Regions from separate parts of the Mus musculus genome. Here all the other regions are linked to region 3. The links are chromatin contacts, called in public Micro-C maps. All regions are on one chromosome and are shown on one strand. Each heading gives the region's core, a stretch centred on a gene start, on an enhancer-like site or on the middle of the called end of the contact. The rest is flanking DNA. Distances are from core to core; before and after follow the strand shown. Region 1 holds the start of Adgrl1 (adhesion G protein-coupled receptor L1). Region 2 has its middle 24 kb from the start of Gm26721. Region 3 holds the start of Prkaca (protein kinase, cAMP dependent, catalytic, alpha).

The links. A called contact is a pair of places that touch in the nucleus more often than the background predicts.
Region 1: a contact with region 3 is called in a Micro-C map of embryonic stem cells, with 3 times the contacts expected there. The contact joins the promoter of Adgrl1 here to the promoter of Prkaca in region 3. A contact is called at or near these places in 19 of 39 promoter capture datasets (the 3T3-L1 cell line, the HPC-7 cell line, HPC-7-derived erythroid cells and 12 more), 9 of 484 Hi-C or Micro-C datasets (the N1E-115 cell line, cerebral cortex, embryonic stem cells and 5 more), 6 of 115 datasets of contacts at active chromatin or transcription factors (astrocytes, embryonic stem cells and epiblast stem cells) and 4 of 9 other capture datasets (adipose tissue, embryonic stem cells, liver and 1 more).
Region 2: a contact with region 3 is called in a Micro-C map of embryonic stem cells, with 2.8 times the contacts expected there. The contact joins the enhancer-like site here to the promoter of Prkaca in region 3. A contact is called at or near these places in 3 of 39 promoter capture datasets (embryonic stem cells and second pharyngeal arch cranial neural crest), 2 of 484 Hi-C or Micro-C datasets (both in embryonic stem cells), 3 of 115 datasets of contacts at active chromatin or transcription factors (embryonic stem cells and pancreatic cancer cells) and 1 of 9 other capture datasets (pancreatic islet).

The regions. Positions count from the first base shown.
Region 1 is chr8:83,898,746-83,901,445 of GRCm38.p6, reverse strand. It overlaps Adgrl1 (adhesion G protein-coupled receptor L1), which reads right to left and starts at 1,348. Exons shown (of 23, transcript NM_181039.2): 1 at 522-1,348. Gm26721 (predicted gene, 26721) reads left to right here and starts at 1,719. Exons shown (of 4, transcript NR_166528.1): 1 at 1,719-2,265.
Region 2 is chr8:83,874,180-83,876,879 of GRCm38.p6, reverse strand. No RefSeq gene overlaps it. Among named protein-coding and RNA genes, the nearest start is that of Gm26721, 24 kb to the left of the region's middle. Within about 2 kb of position 1,364, at least 185 of the 459 cell types and tissues checked have an H3K27ac peak or open chromatin away from gene starts, as enhancers often do. A contact at or near this core is called in embryonic stem cells, pancreatic islet and second pharyngeal arch cranial neural crest, where this site is marked.
Region 3 is chr8:83,971,608-83,974,307 of GRCm38.p6, reverse strand. It overlaps Prkaca (protein kinase, cAMP dependent, catalytic, alpha), which reads right to left and starts at 1,330. Exons shown (of 10, transcript NM_008854.5): 1 at 1,076-1,330. The coding sequence starts at 1,121.

The DNA.
Region 1 (2,700 bases), core at 99-2,598, 73 kb after region 3:
ACAACTGCACCAGGGTTGCCCAAAGCACCCCTCCGGGCTGAAACTCACTCGACACCCAGACATACCTCTCCCCATACCACCCCCAACCACCATTAGCGCCACTGCCTCCCAGAGAAAAACAAGCCATGTCGGGGGGGGGGGGGGGCTGGCCCAGCATCCTGCGGTGCCAGCCCCCCGACATGGCTTCTCTGGGGAGCCCGGGCCCGCGCGCTGCGCGCACACGCACCCTCTCCACTCACACCCAGACACCTACACAAACAGGGCGCCAAGCACCCGCGCGCACACGCACCGGGGACACGCAGGCACCGCCGCGCCGCTTCCCCACAAAGGCCGGCGCGCGCGCGGGCACACGCAGCCACGCGCGGGCACACTAGCGGTCCCCTCCCCCTGCAGGGCACCCTGCGGCCGCCCATCCGCACCCTCACCAAGCCCCCGGCGGGCGGGGGTAGGGTGCTCCCCGCCCCTCCCGCCGCGCACACCTGGCCCAGGTGCGGCGTGGCCTGAGGCTCCCGCACACTCACCTGTCCAGCGGCGCTTCGGGGTCGGCCGTGCGCGCTCCTCCGGCGGCTCCGCGAAGCCGGGCCCCCCGCCCGGCACATCTCCCGGAGCCCGGCCCAGGGGGAAGCGGGGAGGGGGTGGCTGAGCGAGGGAGGACTCCGTGTCCCTTCTTTCCTCCGGCCCAGCACCGCCGCCACCGACCAAAATTTAAAAGGGAAGGGGTGGGGGGGGGGAGTATAAAAAAAAAAAAAAAAAGGAAAGAAAAGGCGGATCGCGGCGCTCCGGAGGCGGCCCCGGCCCCGGGCGCGCGGGTCTGCGCCCCTCCCGGGGAGCGAGGCGTGGAGGCGGAGGGGCGGGGGCGGCGTCAGAGCTCGGGGGGCTGGGGCGAGGCGGAGCCCCCCGAGGCGGCGCCGGCTGCCCGCATCTCCCCCGCAGCTCCGCGGCCCCGACGGAGGCGGCACGTGTGTGCCCAGGCGACTTCCCAGCGCCCCCGGACGGCAGCGGGCGAAGGGTTAACGCGGCTGCCCGGGCGGCCGCGCAGGCCCCCGCCGCCCGGCGGCGCCGCTCCTGGGCCCGCGCGGCCCCATCCGCCGGGGCGTCTCCGGCAGACGGCGGGGCGGGGGCGTCGCAGCGCCGACTGCTCCCGCGCCGACCGCTCGCGCTGCCCGCAGGGGGCCGGAGCTACACAGCTGGAAGCAGGCGCGGCGGCGTTGCGCCCCCGGGGTGGCCGGAGCAGGGGGCGCGGGGCTGGGCCCGTGGGCACCGCAGGACTCGCGGAGCGAGCGGGCGCGGGGCACCAGCAATGACAAGCCGCCTGCTCTCGGCGCTGCCGGGCCCGCCGGCTCCGGGAGGGGGGCGGCGGACAAGCGCAAAACCTGGCCTGGACTACCCGCCGGGGACTAGTCTCCGCAGCCCTCCCGTGCGCCCCGAGGAAGGGCCCGGAAACCTGGCCTGGAGTTCCACTCGCCTCCCCCAAGGAAAAGTGGGCAGAGGGAGGCGACGCGCTAGATCCCCCTAGTTGGGCTGGGGGGGGGTGGGGTGCGACGGGCGGCAAGAAAAAACGGAACGGACTCTGCAGCCGTGCTGTGCAGAAAGGCGCCTAGCCGGTGAGGGGTAAATGGAGAGCTGTGCAAGGACTGCGCAAAACCTGGTCCGGATTTGGCAGAGAGGGTAGGGACGGGAGGGGCGCGGTGTGGGGGGGTAGGAGTGGGAGGGGAGGTAGCTGCGACAGGGCCAGATGCACTCGAGGCACGCAAATTTCGGTCCGGATTCTTCCAAGGGAGATGGAGTAATGCGTCAGGCCTGTGCGGTGGCAACAAAAAAGACCTGGACCAGAGCGTCTCCCACCCGGGATTGCAGGAGGGCCGGAGGGAGTGCTGCTTAGTGACTGACAAGAGCGTAGGCTGTCCCCCATCTTCCTAACAGCGACGTGGGGTGGGGAGGGACAAAATGAGGGCTGGACTGAGGTATGGAAGGATCCCGCGCGCTGGCTGCAACAGAGCCGGCAGGTAAAAGCAGTATCTGGATCCTGGGTGATGCGACAGGAAGGGGATGTGGTGTGGATCCCGCTACCCTGGGAGACCAGACCTACAATAAAAAAATAAATAAATAAATTAATTAAAAAAAAAAACGAGGGAGGGACGCAAAGCCAGGACTGGAGCGTAGGTAGGATGGGATGAGAACAGCCCCCCTCCCCCAAACAGAAGAGAGAGCCTTGGCAACCGGACAGGGTCCTGGAGCTGACCAGGCTGCAGGAGCGGAGGAGAGGTTAGTATCTATAAACGCCTCAAGCGTCTGGTTTTGGAGGGGGTGGGTAGGGAAGAAAAAAAAAATTGAATTTTAGGTTGATGGCGAGAGCAAAAGCCCGGTGCAGATTTCCACAACGTAAGAACTACACTGCAGGTGATGGACTCGGAGAAGTAGGGCAGCGGATCGGACTTAGATTCCTAGGCTTTGGACTTAGTGAGTGAAGCCAGAGGCTGGGTTCAGCCCCCCAGCTACAGATGAAGCCTAGGATTGCTTCTCTAGATGGGAAAGGGGGTCGACCTGGCCCAAATATCTGGAGCCAAAGCTACCACTGCCTAGACTTATAGTTTATTTGTTTTTTTGGTTTTTTTTTTTTTTTTTGGTGGGGGGAGGCTATAAAGCTGAACCCGGGGCCAAAACCAGGCACTTAAGCAATATAGACAACTCAGTGCGGGG
Region 2 (2,700 bases), core at 115-2,614, 97 kb after region 3:
CCGGCCTAGAGCTCACAATCCTCTTGCTTTAGCCTTCTGGTGTTGGGATCACAGGCATATCCCATCATCTTGATGAATCGCTTGACAGGGAAACTGAGGCTCTGAGCTGCCTGAGGTTCCCCCTGCCCCGCCCCCCAAATCAGTGAAGCTTGGAAGTGAACCCAAGCTACCAGAACTAGCAGCTGCAGGCTGGGAGGAGCCCGGAGTTGGGTTCCAGAGGCCAGCAGAGCTAAAAGGACGGTACTGCTTTGTCCAGGCCAAGCCAACAAGGTCCTGGGACACTTCAAGGCAGATTTCCAGACGCTACCCTCAACCCCCAGTCTCACATTGCCCAGAATTCCGGCCTTTTCCTTAAGCCAAACAGCTTCAGGCGCTTCATTAGCGCCTCTGAGGCCCCCGCCGCCCTGGGGGATGAAAGCAGCGGAGAGGGGCGCTGTCCTAATTCCGGCACACCTAGCGGGGGGTCGGGCGCTGAAAGGGACGCGGCTGGCCGGCCCCGCGGCCCCGCCAGCGGCCGACCGGCCCCGCCGTCTGCGCTTCAAATGCAAAATCCGAGCGGGGGGGTGGGGACGCCGGTGGCCTCTGCTCCTCCTTTAATAGACCAAAGGACTCTGGCGGCTTAGCTCTTTTTCCTAATTTAAAGATATTTTCAGGCTTTTGGGAGCTCCCCGTGGCGAAGCAGGAAGGCTGGGCTTTGGGGGGGGGCCTTGAAACAGCCACCACGGTTGCCCACGGAGGAACAGGAGAGCTCGGAGCAGGAGAGACAGGCTGGTTAGTGTCCAAAGATAACGCGGGATTCGTAGAGATCCGTGTTGGGTCTTTGCTCTCTGCCTCAGTTTCTCTCTCTGGAACCTCTGCTGGTCCCAAGAAGCTAGGACAGAGGTGCTTACTAAATTTAAACATCGGTCTCTCCTAAGAGAGGGTTCTCAGGGTCAACCCTGGAGGCCTTGGGAAGCGGATGACTTGGGAGACAGATGGAAGAGGCGTGTTACCTCCCAGTCTGGCACCCTGGATGCCAGGGCGGGAAGGAGAGTGGAGAGCCAGGCCAATGTGTGCAGCCGCCTCCATACGGGAGGATGGGAACCAGGATAGAGAATGGAAATGCAGCCTGGAGTTAAAGATAGTTTAGGGAAGATGCGAGAGGTGCCTTTCTCTTGATACTGCCCAGGTTGCACTCACTGCCTCGCCCTCCCAGTTCCCCCTCCTCTCTTCCTCGCCCGCGGCACCCCAGCGGGCCTACCAGCCCTCCCCCCCTTCCCCCCCGCCCGCTCTCCTGCTCCGCTTCTCGGTTCCTGGCCAGCCCAGTTCCCTCCCTCCTGCCCACCTCCCCTCCTCCTAGGACTGCCTCCCGCTCCCGGGAGTGCGCTGCCCCTTCTCCCTTCATCCCGCCACACTTCCCTCCAGGAGCACTTCCTTCTGGTCCCCCCTCTCCCTAGGCGGGGCCGCAGCCGTCTCGCAGGCGGAGGAGGGGAGGAGTGGTGTTTGGAGAAGCGCCCGCTCCCAGCCCGGGGACCTGGTACCCGCGTCGCCCACCTCTCCCGCGCAGCCCCGGACCCACTACGCCGGGGCGCGAAAGCTTTCGGGGGTCACTGGGGCGAGTCGGCGGCGCCCAGATCCCTCCAACCCCGCAAGTGGACCACGGGGTCCGCGGACCGGGACGTGGCTCTGGCTTTGGCCCGAAAGGGCGCGGCGGCTCTAGAACCCGCTAGCTCCCACGAATCCATCCCGTCCCGCACTGGTGCCTACTGCAGCCCGTCCCCTCCCCGCGTGCTGAGCCGGGAGCGGCCCCAGAGTGCGGGAGGGATCGCACATAAATCTGCCGTAATGATGGTGGTGCTAATGAGACCCCGCAGCTCGCCAGCCGAGCTCCCGCGCACTGCGCATGAGCAGTAGCAGCGGGCGCTCCCCAGAGCCCGGGACTCCTCCACACTTCTGACAGGCCTAAGCGGGAATCCGGGAGTCCCAGTGTTTGGGTTGACATCTCACCCTGTGCCTGCGCTGTGGCTCAAGGGCAAGAGTTACCGCCATGAGGATGACTGTCTTCCCTGGCTTCACTTATTGCCAAGCCACCACGGTAGACCCTGGTATCCCAAGGTGATCCGAAACCGTACCAGGCACACAACGAGACTGCTTTCTAGTCAAGAAGGAAGGTCAGAGTTGGGTTTTCTTGTTCTCGGTCCATTTCTTAGCTGTGTGACCTTAGGCAAGTCGCCTGACTTCTTTTGACATTGAGTGTGCTGTGTGCTGTATTGTAATGCACCTACATGCAACACGCCCCTAAGACAACCTGCACTGTCACAGACACATAAAAACCCAGCAGTTCTAGGGGTTGGGGAGACAAGATAATGTCTGCTTCTAAAGATAACCTTGAGCTTATACACCTCTGAGCTCAGCCTGCGGTGGCCTCTCTATTGTGGCTGGCTGGGATTTAATACCTTTGCTTTGTCTAGAGTCTGCCTCTGCCCTAGTGGCTCATGCTGTCCACGTCCACGTGGAGAGATAGTAGACTCCGTAAAAATGTGAGGTCAGGGATATGATTCAGTGCGCCCTACCATGCACACAGCAGTGAATTCCATCCTCAGCACACTGCATGTAACTGGGCATGGTGGCTCACACCTGTAATCCTAGACCTTGAGATGTAGCAAATGGGGGACCAGGAGTTCATGGCTGGCCTAGTCTATAGAGAGTTTATATGGTCTA
Region 3 (2,700 bases), core at 81-2,580:
GCCCTCGGTATGCACAGAATCCATCTGTCTTAAGCAAACCAAATCATTAGCTGTCACCTATTGCTGGATGGCGTTACCCCAATGCGCGCAATTCTTCTGACCATCCCCATTCAGTGGAATGAGCCTTTGCTATTCATTTCATCCGCAGTTTCAAACCAGCCCCAGGGGCTGGGTGAACGACAGAACCGCAGTTGTGAAACGACCATTTATTGAGGGGCCTTCTAAGGAACCCAGACCTCAGGGTAGGCCAGGAGGGTGCTCTGCCGCTTTACCTCACCCGCAACCCAAGAAAAAGGACAGACGTAATGGCTCTGAGCAAGACCAGCTCCAACTTGGATAAGGAAGCGCAGAAGCAGCTCTCTAGGTTCATAAACAGTCTGCCACCCCAGCCAGGGCCAGACGAATGCACGGAGGAGGTGGAGTGACAGGATGAGAGGGGCAGAGGGACCCAGAAAGATCTTGTCCCCCATGCCAAGTGACACAGAAGGGAAAAACAATGCAGGAGGTGGCCCCGGGAAATGCTCATGGGGGTGGGGGTGGCTTGGAGGTGGGAGCTGTGATGAGGTGAATCGGGCAGGGGTAGGAGAAAGATGGCGGGGGCTGGAGGGGGAGGGGTGTGGTCACCAAGTGGCCAAGGTCCCTGCAGCGTGGACCCCACAGCACTCCCGAAACTGGCAGGAGCCTGGATCAGGGTCAGGCATTGGGGCGCTGTGTGGGAAAGGTAAGTGACGAAGTGGGAGGGGGTATAGAATCTGGAGAAAGGGACTAGGAGAAGAGGGGTTGGTGTGGTGACAGGGCCTCATCTGGGGCCCCGGCGGTCATACATGCAATGGTTGGCAGTGACAGCTGGGTGGGGGGGCACGGCCTTTGCAGTGGGGGATGGTAGGCCATGGGCACCAGGCCCTACTGGGGGCAAAGTATCTCTGCGGTGATCCGACCCCAACGTGAACAGGCAGCAGGCAGGGGTGCAGGCAGACAAGATTGGGGGGGCATATGGGGGAGGGGCCATGCAGTGATGGGCATTGCGCGGGCAGGCCGCACGCAGTGAAGATCAGGGTGACGGCCGGGCACTCACCGCTCTCCTGCTCGCTGCCCTTCTTGGCGGCGGCGGCGTTGCCCATCGCGGCGGCGTCGCGGCCGGGGCCAGTCCCGGAGCTGCGACGCGGCGGGTGCTAAGGTGGCCGGCGGCCCCGGAGCGCGCTGGGCAGCGGAGGCGGCGGCCCCTGGGGCTGGCTGCGCTGGCTGCGGCGCCACGACCCCCGCCCAGCCCCTGCTTCCCGCGTCTCTCTGCGCCCGCCCGCGGGGGAGCCTCAGCCCAAGTCCTCTGTCCGTGACGCCCCCGCAGCCCACCGCCCATTGGTTCAGGCCTCCCTGACTGACAGCCCTACGCCGCTGTCCATTGGCCCTCCGGAACCCTCCCGCGCCACCATAGGCTCCTGGATGAGTGACGCGAGTTGCAGACTCTCCGCCACTCACGGGCTCGTGAGGCCGCAGTCGGGCGGGCGAACGCACGTGATTGGCCGAGAAGCCCGAGAGGGCTTGGGGCTGCCCCTGCGAAGCCGTCGATTGGCGGAGACAGGCGGCCCCGGCTAGTGTCAGTCCCGGGGTGAGAGGGCGGGGCAGCGGCTCAGGCTGCGGCCCGGGCAGCGGGCGGGGCGGAGGCTGCGGCGGCTGGAGGGTGGCTGGGTGGCAGGCGCTGCGAGGTGCGGGAGGCGGCCCGGCGGACGCCCGTGCGGCAATGTGCGCGCTGCAGTCTCCCGCCCCTGCCCAGTGCGGCAGCGGCCACGGGCCAGAGGTTGACGCCACGGCGGGCCGGCGCAGCGGCTGTCCACCTGCCAGGGGGGGAGGGGCGGGCTGGCGCCGAGGGTCAAGGGTCGCCGGGCGCCGTTCGGTGTCATTCATAAGGAGGCCCGACACTGGGCAGCCGTGACCCAACTAGCTCGGGGTCCGCTTTGGTTTGCTCGCGACACAACTGGAGCTGCAAGGGGATGTTGGACCCAGAACTGAGGGCGTGCTGGGAGGAGACTCAGAGTATCTACACTCTTTGCTAAGGCTCAACCCTAGGCCCCTGAAAAGTAGTAACTACGGACGCCAGCCAAGTGCATTACTTCTTGTACCTTGCACGTTGGGCCTGCCATACTCCCATTTTATGGAGGCTCGGTCAGGCTAGTTCCTTGCTCTTAACTAATCTCCATTGCCTAGACATGACCAACATAACCTGCCCCTTTTGGGCAGGAAGAGAGCCGTTCTCCTTCCTTCTGGATGCTCATCTTTAAATTTTGTTTTTATGCAATGCTGGGGATTGAACACGATGCATACTCCCTGCGAAGTAAGCATTGTACCACTGAACTAGAACCTCACTCGGTGTTCTTTCAAGTCTGCACTGTCAGAACGTGGTCAGTTTCCCACCTTGCCACTGACACCAGGGGCCTGAGCACTCTGCTGGAGGGTCTCCTGCACACTAGGTTGATATCAGAACCCCACCCTCACACTCTGGATGCTGGTACTCTTCCATCTGTCTGCTGCCTGGGACAACACAAACATCTCCAGATACTGCTAAATGTACTCTTGGAAACAAATTATCCCTACCCTCACCAGAGCTCTGTAATAGAGGGTGGCCAGGGTGGACGGTGCTGGGTGGACGGTGCTGAGTGGACGATGAGCTACCTCTCCTGGACTCCAAAGGGTAGTTGACTCTGA